Linked DNA regions of Zea mays: regions 1 and 2 are each linked to region 3. Evidence: chromatin contacts called from public Hi-C data. All regions are on one chromosome and are shown on one strand. The core of a region is the stretch at or near the end of the contact, and the rest is flanking DNA. Distances in the headings are between cores, read along the strand shown. Region 1 holds the start of LOC100192973. Region 2 holds the start of LOC100501498. Region 3 holds the start of LOC100282245 (pleckstrin homology domain-containing protein 1).

Region 1 (3,533 bases), core at 248-2,747, 340 kb before region 3:
AAATCTAGCTTCAATATAACTCCTTCCAACCAAACACCTCCTGTTCAATCAACTCCGGCTCCATAAAAAATTCGGATCTAGGCCCCCAACTCCAAGTTTTTTGTGAAGCTTCAAATAGGTGCTTCGGAAATCATTGTTTTGTACCTCCTCATAGAATTGTGGGGGTAATTACTCGTATTGCCACCCAAGACCTCGTGGATAGTCGGGTGGTTCTCCTCGTCGTGCCTCCTCTTCCGCGCCGATGAGCGACTCCCCCGGCATGCCTCCTCCACATCGGCAGGTGGCTTGCCAACATCGCTCCTCCTCAACGTCGGCCGATGGGCTCACCGCAACTGCACATCGGTTTGCGTCAACGTTTGGGGTTGCACCAGCGAGGATGGAGACAGTCGCCTCATGCCTCACATCATTCCATCAAGAGAGGTGACCGAGTTAGTGGGGATGGGAGCGAGAAACAGTGGAGTTGGATCACCTACATGTGGATCGTTTAAAACAAGGATATAATAGACATTTACCCTAAAATCTATCATTCACTGAACTAGAATAAGATGTTAAGCCAAACATTTTTTCTATTCCAACTCCATGGTGGAGCTGCTAAAAGATAGAGTTCGTAGAGTAGAGTGGAGCTGAATTTCTTGGAGTTGAGTAGTCCAAAACGCCTTTTACATAGATCCTTAGAAAAATTTAGCTCACTACGAAATCAAACTAAACAATAGTTTGGAAGAAATGTTGTAGTGGTTTTCTTATAAATAATTTCTCTTTATGTATTTATATTTTATCGATGATTAAGGGTCTCTTTGGAACCACCACAATTTCTAAGAAACTGGTTTCCGTCATCAGTTGCTAGAAACTGGTTTATAAAAAAAATAGGTGTGCGTGTTTAGAGGCTAGTTTCTTGGAAACCAACTTCTAGCTTTGTTATACACAAAGACAATTCAATCCTTACTCTATTTCAAAAGTAATTGATTCTATTATTCTCTTTGTTTTTCTTTGTTGCCAATTTTAAATATAGATTGAATTAATATTTTTAATCTAAAATTTTTAAATAATAATTAAATATTCAAATGGGATAAAGACATCGAGGGAATCACATGCATAGACCTAAGAGCGGTTACAATCACTAATTTCTACCAAGTTAAAAACTAATTTTAGTTATGGAAGAGGCAGTCCGATTTTTAAGAACCGAAGCATAATCTGATATGTTTGGAAGCACTTGACTTTTTATAAATCAGATTGCTAAAAAACTGGATGATTCCAAACGTGTCTAAATAATTCGTATACTAACATCGTTGAATCTCTGAAATAAAACTACTAACTTATTCAGGACCGTCCCTGTAATACGGGAGTCTGCACTCTGCAAGTCTCACTGCAGGTTGGATGGATGTGGATGAAAGCTAAACACAATTTTCTCCATTCAGCCCCTTAAGATCTCCGAAATAGCGAAACCGAGTCGCTCCGTCGAGGCCTTTAAATGCCGGCACAGATGTTGGCCGAAGCAGGACGCCACGAGGCGAACAACCAACTGCTTCCTTCCCCGCCGGCCGCCGCCGCCTACAACTAACACTTCACGTGCCCCCATCCTTTTCCGCCTCAAGTCAAGTGTTCACGGTCCATCCTCTCGAGAGTCTAGGCCCTTCTCCCGAAGCCGCAGACGCAGAAAACGGCTCTGCATATGGAGGCGAAGAAGAAGCCGTCGGCCCCCGCCGCCGTCGGAGCCGCGCCGCCGCCGCCGGGTAACGGGTACTTCAGCACCGTCTTCTCCGCGCCGACTGCGGTACGGGCCGTCTCTTCACGCCATCGTTCTGATATTTTGCTCTCAGATTCCTGGGGTCTTAGTAATTTTTTTGCATGATTAGTGAGCTGGTGCGATTTGATGAAAGAGTCCGTTACTATGTTGCGATTTGTGGAGGGACTTCAACGGTTTCCCAATTTAATTCTGATGAGGGGTGATTTTGATAATAGAGGACCTATAGGATTATGCAAAATCTATTTGGATATGACGTTGACATTTTGACTTTGTTTTGCATTCAAGGGAAGCGCAAGTGACGCAAAGCATGCGGACTTGTACACGATGCTGAACAAGCAGAGCTCCAGAGGGCAGAATGGCAGAGGTAGTTCTGGGTACTCTTGTCAATTTGACGTTTCTCTTCGATTTAGGTCGCGTTCATAAGCACAACGATACTTAAAACCTTTTCTCACCATCTTAGCTTAGAATTAATCTGGAGCACTGATTTTAACTATGGAAGTTTAAATTCGTGCTCAGATGGCAAATCCCACAGCCGCCCTACTTACAAGGATGGCAAACATGCTCATCCAAATGAGCCATCAGAATCTCCTTACTTTGGCTCATCCGTGCATTACGGTGGTCGGGAGTTCTACAGCAGCGTTTTACGGAAGCAACCAGCCAATGAACCCCATACGGATGTACGTAGAACCTTTTTATATATACGTAGTACAGATCATTTGGAGCGCTTAAGTCTAATGTTTATTTTGAATTTTAAATCCAGTACAAGGGGGACAACCCGGATGGCTCTGCTACCAGAGGTGATTGGTGGCAAGGTATCATTGCATCAATTTGTGTATTATCTTCAGTATATACATGGACGCTCATACACTGACTTGCTAGACTTCACTTTCAGGTTCACTTTATTACTGAATAATCTGCTGGGACCTCTCCCTTTTGTGAACAAGGTATACCATATATGGGACACTTTCATAGTTTCCAATTCGCGTTTTCCATTAGTTGTGTTTAGGTTATGCTTGCATCACCGGTGCCAGTCACTTTGTTGGTGCTCCCATTTTGAGTTATGTCTTGTTGTCAACAACATCATACAGTTGTATTTAGTTTGTTACCAGCAGCACTTTAACCCATACTTACATTTTAATCAGCCTAGACTATATACTTCGAGACTTCAGCAGTCGTTCGAATTTTGTATAACAAATGATAGGTTGGTCGTCTTAATACAAGGAACCTAATTATGAGACATACAAAACAGGATATGATGTAGAAAGCTAAGTCTTATAAGTTTTTCTGTCTCCAGGGGTAAAACTGTCCTTGATCATCTGTCCAGCTTAGGTATCATGTTCCAGTCTTAGGAAGTTCAAAATATATATTTAATTTTTTTTATTCCAGAAAACATACCTTTCTTTTGTGTCATTATCCTGGCTCCATTTTTTTGTTTTCCATAAACATAACTTTCTTTTAGGTCTTGTCATTATCCCTCCTCCATTCTGGAAAAATAATCTCTATAGCCTGTACAAGACTTAGGAAGTGTTTGTTTGGGATTATAATCTGCCTAGATTATATAATCCAACAATTCTTGAACTAAGTGTTAGTTCAAAAGTTGTTAGATTATATAATCCAGACAGATTATAAACCCAAACAAACATCCCCTTACTTGCTAGTTGAATCCCAAACGGATTGCATGGTAGTTGAGGTTGACAACGATGGCTGTAAGATAAAACTATGAATCTCTTATGAAGTGTAAGCTTTAACTAGTAGAAAGTTTATCTTAGCAGCTTAGAACAGGGTAAAT
Region 2 (3,587 bases), core at 977-3,476, 490 kb after region 3:
TGATAACGTATTGAGAACTACGTCACCACGGATCACCAGATCCGCTCTCTTCCCTCCCGTCAGCAGTAGAGGCGCGAGAAGCTGTAGAGAACCCGTCTCCCTTCCCACAAGCACGACAGAGTAACACATGAGACACATGATATAGGGTTGGACCTCTGGCCTCTTTCTCTTCTCTGTATTATGAGGGGGTGTATAGGTTCCTTATATAGAGAGGTGAGACCCCTCAGGGACAAAGCAAGTATTTGTGCACATAACCCTAACTAGGGTTACTTAACACAAAGGAGCCTAAAAACCATATCCGTCTATCATAAGTCATAACCGTTTTGCCACACCTGCTCGGAAGCCATAACTAGTGCTGCTAGCCTACAACGGCATCACGAAGGAAACAGCAGAACAGCCTCTCTACATCTACATGGTCACTCAAACTCATTAAAGTTGGCAAGCACTTGATATCTGCTGAAAGGGTACAAATCCAGTTACTATATGTAGCTGCGCAGCAACAAGCCACACATTCACTCTGTCACCGCCTCACGGTGCAGGGGAGGACACGTACTGCAAGAACTCCTTGTCGAGGAGGAGATGCGCCATGGTGTCTGGCGCGAGGCACACCTCCACGTCGATGCTACCGTCCCCAGCCTGTCCGGGGAACGAAGACATCTTGCCGTCGAATTTGTTCGCGCGGCCGCTCCGCACGGCGAGCGCGCGGCCCCACCCGAAGTCGTTCCCGTCGTACATCGGGAACCGAGGCGAGCTCCCCATCGTGAGGGCCGCCCCGTCGGGGTTGCCTAGCGGGAAGCAACGGGGCGCGGCCTCCCACTCCGCCGCGGCGCGCCGGATCGCGCCGTCCTTGTGCGACGCCACGGTGGCGTTCAGCCGGGCGGCCGCCCAGCCCAGGTCGTTGGACGCCAGCTCGGCTACGGTGGCCGTCGTCGCCACGCTCTGGATCGCGTTGCCGAAGTAGAGCGGGGAGATCGCCGGGCGCAGACGGTGCCGGCAGTTCACGGCCATGCGGAACGTCGTCGTCTTGTCGGCAGCCAGCAGCCGGCGCGCGCGCGTCACCGCCCTCCAGATGTGCGCGCACAGCGACTGAAACGACGAGATTTCACCGGAACGCCCTTCAAGTCTGGAGTCGTCGTGCGCGAGCTTGCCGTTAGCCTCGGCTTCCTGACCTGCTCTTTTCGAGCGGTTGGCCGTCGCCTTCAGCTCGCTGATTGCGGCAGCACTGAAGTGGAGGATCCGCTCGCGGAGCGGCGCGTCGGCGTCGAACGTCACGGCGGGGCTCGCGCCTCCGGGGAAGCGTAGGACGGCGGTGGAGTCGCCGAAGAAGTTGCGGCGGAAGTCGGGCTCCCGGACCGGCGCGCCGCGGCACAGCCCCGCCCACGTGTTGAAGAAGTGCCAGAAGGAGGTGCCGTCCACGACGGCGTGGTTGGCGACGAAGCCGACGAACACGGCGCCGTCGCCGAGCACGGTGAGCTGGAACGCCGTGAGCGGGCGGCCGTGGCCGCCGTAGCTCACCGTCCGGTCCATGGGGAACAGGCCGTTCGTCAAACGGGTCGGCACGTCGGCGCCGGGCACCAGGAAGTCGCCGAGCGACAGAGACGGCGCCACCGCGTGGTAGAACTCGACGGCGGCGTCGTCGCCGCCGCACCGTATCACGATGCTGTCGTCGTGGAGCGTGACGAGGCGGCCGGCGAGCGCGGGGAAGACGCCGAGCGCGCGGGAGAGCGCCGCCACGAGCGACGACACCAGCGAGGCCGCCAGCACGCCGGGAGGAGGCGGCGGGAAGAACAGCCCCTTCTGGATGTAGTGGCACGATAGCATCGGCATGTCCGACACCGAGAGCCTGAGGTCTCCACTGCCGACCGCCGCCGACGCGCCGGCGGGCCGGACCGTCTGCTTCGAGACGACAGAGATGGCCGGCGCCGGCGCGTCCTTGCAAAGCATTCTGTTCGGCGCGATGGCTGGGTACGCGGCGACGGCCGAGGCAGCCTCCACCAAGGCATCGGCGGATATCGGTGGGGCCATCATCGGATCGTGCTTATCTGGAATAATCGTAATTGAAGTGTGTGGTGATGTGTGGTGCTGCGGACCTTTATATAGGCAAGGCAAGGCATCCAGAGAGCTTGGATCCGTGCACATGCACTTGTTCATCTGCATCTCGCCTGTTCGCGTCGTATTCTTGGGCCCATTTGCATGGAGCTTCAGCTTGAGGCTACCGATGATGGAGTTGAAGCTCACTGCTCACCGGAGACCGAACCAAACACAAGTAGTGTCGAGGATCTGCACCTAGCCGAACCGGGTGTGGAACGGCTGTTGCACGCACGTGCTACACGACCGCCCCTCGTGCGGGCTGTCGCGTGGTCCACCGCGCCGCCACAAGGCGCCAGGGCTCGGGAAATATTAGTATCCCCGCGACGGTGCGGCGTTGCTGTCATGCTGTCACGGGGCTGGCCGTGGCCGTGGCCGTGCGGGACACGGGGAGAGCAAGCACGGAGCAGAAGCAGAGCACCGGACAGCCATCAGACAGCGCCACCCGCGGGGGCCAGCGCCCACGCGCGGCCGAGGTTCGCGGCAGCCGCGGCGGGTGGCAGCGCACATGGCACACGGCCCCGAGGCCCCAGGCTCCACCCGCGCGCGCGGCGTGGAAGCGGCGGAGCCACAGCTTTGCGTCGGAGACGGAGGGAGCTCGACGTCGGGTTTGGTGGCTCGTCCGCTCGTGGATGGTACGCTGTACAAGGCCACTAGGGTGCCGCACGCTGCTTGTAGTGACAGGGTGTCGGCCGGGCGCAAGTGAACGACGACGACGCACCCGCGAGGAAGCACCGTGTTTATGGGCTTACCGATCTGACACCTGCGCGCGTTGCTGTCCCATCGGGCCGTCCCTGGCTAACCTGGGCAAGTTGTAACCCAATTGTGATGAGCCCATAAACCAGGCCACAATTTTGAGGTATCCTGCGCCATGTTTTCTGGGGAAACTAGGCCTTGAGTGCCAGTGCCACCCACGGAACAAACTGTCCGAATATGAGGCCTGCTGTCATGAAGCCTAGGAAGTCAGTGTCACTACGCTTCTACGTAGCACAGCCATTGATGTTTTGCACCTCTGATGGCAATGGACCTGATTCCTGATTCTCCACAAGGAATTTATCTAGTAGGGAATAAGAATAGAAAAGTTTCTTACCTCCTGGCGAGGGTATAAACGGGAAAAAACTGTTCTCCGTAAACAGAGATGGGACGGGAAAAATTCTTCATCCTCGTTCTTCGCGTGATATATTAAATTTGTATGTGACCATGTTTTTATGTAATAGTTATTAATAAAATTAAATAATTATCTTATCAGAAGATTACTTATTGTACAGATGTGTTTATTTTAATGTACATATAATGATTTTTTATATTAAGTGATAATATTTTATATTAATAATAAATAATGTATATCATAATTATAATTTAAGAGAACAGAGATGGGAAAGAAACCTTCCCTGTAAGTGTTTGTGGGACCCCTGTGGGGAATTTTTTTTAGTCACATGGACAGAGATGGGTGGTATTCTCCGACGGGGAATTCTCTATTGCTATCTCTACTCTGTGGC
Region 3 (3,767 bases), core at 411-2,910:
AAAGGATAGAGGAAGGATCCATCCTTTTACTGTAGTTTCTAAGGCTATAGCCAGAAGATCGTGCATATGGCTGTGCAAAGCACTGTTTATAGAGTGGAGTTTAAAATAAGAGACGGGGATGAGTAAGCTGCTAGAGATAGCCTAATGACATAAAATTTCCATAACTGCACAAATAAACACAGCGCATGTTGGCACTCGAGGAGTACTGCATACACCAATTCACTACAGAAAACTTCCACTTCAGATTACAACATAAGACATCATGATACATGGTTCTTTAACAGTTTTACTTCATGGTTAATAAGCATATTATAGCACATTCAGCACTTCATCAGTGTTTGTGTTTCTACTTCTAGGACAGAAACTTCATAAGAGCGCTAGAGTCAGAGCTAGGATCTAAATGCTAGTTTGACAACCTCATTTTTCCAATGGATTTTCATTTTCCCAAGAGAAATTAGTTCGTTTTCATTTGGGAAAATGGTAATCCCTTGAGAAAATGTTGTTGCCAAACTAGCCAAAACTGGGGAATCTTCTGCAAAAATGCGGAGTCAGTTAAGCAATCCTATGCGACTCAATACAATTCCATTAGAATAGAACAAGTCAAACACAACAAAAGGCGAGAGGAATGGGATACTGAATGATTAAAATCTCTTACAATTTCTGAAATTGGGGCCAAAACTTCAAAACTGTTAAAAAAAATAAAAACTAGCCAGACTTCAACCACCTTGTAAATTAGGGTATACCAAGATCAAATCGTAGTATAGTATATACATATAAAACAAACTATAAACGAAAGCACAGCTTATTAACTCGCTTATTACCATACCAGACCATGTCGTTGATAGTTAATATACTGCTACATAATCAAGAGTGAGGAACGTCGGCACAAGGCCACAATCACATGGAATTGGAAATACATATGCTACAAGTCAGATCCATATCGAGAGAGTTCACAGGAATCACCACGCCATTAAGCTGCTGGTGCACTCTCTTCGCTGGTCATAAGCTGCGGCGGGGGCTGGGGGCGGCTGTCGTAGTCAACGACCTCTGCGTCGGTGACGGAGCGGGAGTGCTGGACGATGGAGCGACCGATGGAGTTAATCCACTCCTCCTTGTCCTTCTCGGAGTCCGCAATGAAATACATGGTCTCGGCAGGCGTGGAGAGCTCGAAGGCGAACTGGCGGTTGAGCACGTCCTCGGCGCCCTTGACTGTGAGGCAGGTGGCGACGGGGATGACGCCGCGGGGCACCGAGGCCCGTGTCACCGCAGGGTCCTTGAACCAGAAAAGCCTCCCCTGCTTCAGCACGAACCACCGCCGCCTCCACGTCTTGATGTACTCGCCCTGCTTATTTAGCCACCCAGCGCGCTCTGCGCCGTGCCAGAACTCGACGCCGCTACCTGGGGCCGCGTCCAGCGCCGAGGGGGAGGAGCCGCTGACGCTATCCATCACGGCGCGCCACAGGCTGGCCATCACCGCCGGAGAATTTGGGGATCGGGTGGGAGTTGCGACGGCGGCGAGTCTAGGGTGGGTGGGGAACAATTTCTTCCGTGATGGATTCGCTGGAAGGTAGTGCGCGATGTGATAGGATCGGAGAAGCAGGAATCATCCGACCTGACGGCCACAAATACAATCGAAAGTTTTCCTTCGCTTTCCAAAAATCGGGAGGAATCGGAAAATAATCTATATTAATCGGCATCTATCTGATATTAATATATATTTTATATTTCTTTAATTGTACTCTTTTTTTATTGGTCTCAATTTAGTTAAAAATAAACGATACAACGATAAATATTCGACAACGAAGATATTACTTATTACGATAGGTAAATAGATAATATATTTATTTTTTATAGGATAAATTGTAGGTAAATATAAGAATCTATGTAATTATTTGTATCTTATTGTTCTAAAATTCTAAAAACAAAAATATTATGCAATTAAGATTTACATACCTTTATACGGTTAAAATTTATTAAAAAATCTTAGAAAACTGTAAATATATTTTATTATTTAGTACATAAATATATCAAATTTTAAGTTTTAAATCACCATATATTAAGATATGTAAAAAAGTTCTATTGATAAAATTATCTCCATTTTATCTTTAACATAAGTGAATTAGAATTTAAAATTTTATATATTGATACAATAAATAATGAAGTACATCGATTTTTATGTTTTTAGTAGTTCGATTGCACAACGATTATAGAAAAATCTTGATTACACAACAGTTGTTGTCAAATTTAAGATAGATTAATATTTATATTTGATTTTTGAAAAATCGTAAGATGCAATTTTTTAAACAAAATAGCAGAATCTATAAAATAGATTTTAATTTCTTTAAAACAAAAGGATCTAAAGAGGCCCAGGAAAAAATGTACAACAATTTTCTAGTTGATCTCACATACATAGTATGCAAAAAAATTCTCGTTGGTTTCACATACATAATATGCAAAAATTTGTGTGCAGTACAATCAAACTAACAAGACTTATTAAAAAAATCTAAAAATGTATAGATATATTTTATTATTCACTCTATTAATATATCAAATTTTAAATTCTAATTCATCTCATGTTAATATAAAAATAGAAAATTCTCTCCAACCTGGAGGATTAAAAATAGTAAAAAAATTATATTAAGATTTTATGACTTTGAGTAGTTTATTTGTACGATAATTTTACAACAAGATTGATTACACAATAGTTTTTGTCTAGAAAATAGTTGGCAATAAGTTTTAATCCACTGTAAGATCGAGTAAAATATTGAGCTATTGCAAGGGTATCATAAATTTAGCTTAAGTCTGACAGATATCGTGTGGCAAAAGAATAAGACACGTGTATATCAAGGTCTAGCTGATGCATCTTTGTGCTTGAGGTCTTGAAATTTTATCTTTTCATTATTCATACAAAGTAGTGAATTGCCTAGAGACCAAAATTTCGAGTTCTGCTCCTCGTTCATGTGATGGTAATAGTTTGCACATACTCCCATTTCATGCTTTTTAGGCAGTGGCTTGCTAGGACAAATGAATCGATAGAAGTGTCTTTTGCTACCACCACCGCTACCCTCGCCCCGACGTTGGAGCCGCATCGGCCATGTTTATTTCAACTTTTTTCAGTCAGGGGCTGGTTCAATATAATGACAAGGGTATTCAAATGAATACCAAGATTTCAATAAAAAATTAATATAAAAGATAACTCTAGTTTATCAATCTTATGCTCATCTAATACTCCATTTCAATGCGTATGCTATAAAATTATTAATATATAAATATGTAATATGTTGTGGTATTATAAGTATCAAATTGTAAGACTTTATATGGTATTATACATACCAAATTTTTCCCTTAATAATTTTGAATACTCATGTTTCAAATCCTGGACCCACCATTGTTTTCAGCTATGGCCACCAGAAACTGCTGCAGACTGCCAAACGCCCAGCTTTTTAATCCGCTTATATAAGAACCACTTTAGTCAAAACCGTCCAAAATAAACTTGAAAACAAAATCGGCCGAGTCATTCCAATAATAGGAAACTGTTACTTTCTACAATATAAACCCTATAGACTATTTTATCTTCTTCCGCATGTATTCTTCATGATACTTAAATTCTCTACACAGTCAGATTTTCTCAGCATCCGGATTCCTAGAAAAGCATCCAGATTCCTATTATGTCCCTCGTTCGTTGGCTCGATTATCTGAGGCCAAGCTTCACTTGCTGCAGGACTATTACCATGTGTCGTGTCTGTGTTACCGCAATGCATGTTGTC

Evidence for each region. A called contact is a pair of places that touch in the nucleus more often than the background predicts.
Region 1: a contact with region 3 is called in a Hi-C map of bundle sheath, with 3 times the contacts expected there. The contact joins the promoter of LOC100192973 here to the promoter of LOC100282245 in region 3. A contact is called at or near these places in 4 of 25 Hi-C or Micro-C datasets (bundle sheath, ear, leaf and 1 more).
Region 2: a Hi-C map of tassel shows a contact between it and region 3, with 3 times the contacts expected there. The contact joins the promoter of LOC100501498 here to the promoter of LOC100282245 in region 3. A contact is called at or near these places in 4 of 25 Hi-C or Micro-C datasets (ear, leaf and tassel).

What each region holds. Positions count from the first base shown.
Region 1 is chr8:97,724,941-97,728,473 of Zm-B73-REFERENCE-NAM-5.0, forward strand. It overlaps LOC100192973, which reads left to right and starts at 1,498. Exons shown (of 6, transcript NM_001138147.1): 1 at 1,498-1,771; 2 at 2,030-2,108; 3 at 2,261-2,421; 4 at 2,505-2,556; 5 at 2,637-2,688. The coding sequence starts at 1,670. The coding sequence ends at 2,653.
Region 2 is chr8:98,553,115-98,556,701 of Zm-B73-REFERENCE-NAM-5.0, forward strand. LOC100501498 reads right to left here and starts at 2,227. Exons shown (of 1, transcript NM_001322947.1): 1 at 430-2,227. The coding sequence starts at 2,157. The coding sequence ends at 529.
Region 3 is chr8:98,067,997-98,071,763 of Zm-B73-REFERENCE-NAM-5.0, forward strand. It overlaps LOC100282245 (pleckstrin homology domain-containing protein 1), which reads right to left and starts at 1,661. Exons shown (of 1, transcript NM_001155157.2): 1 at 757-1,661. The coding sequence starts at 1,471. The coding sequence ends at 971.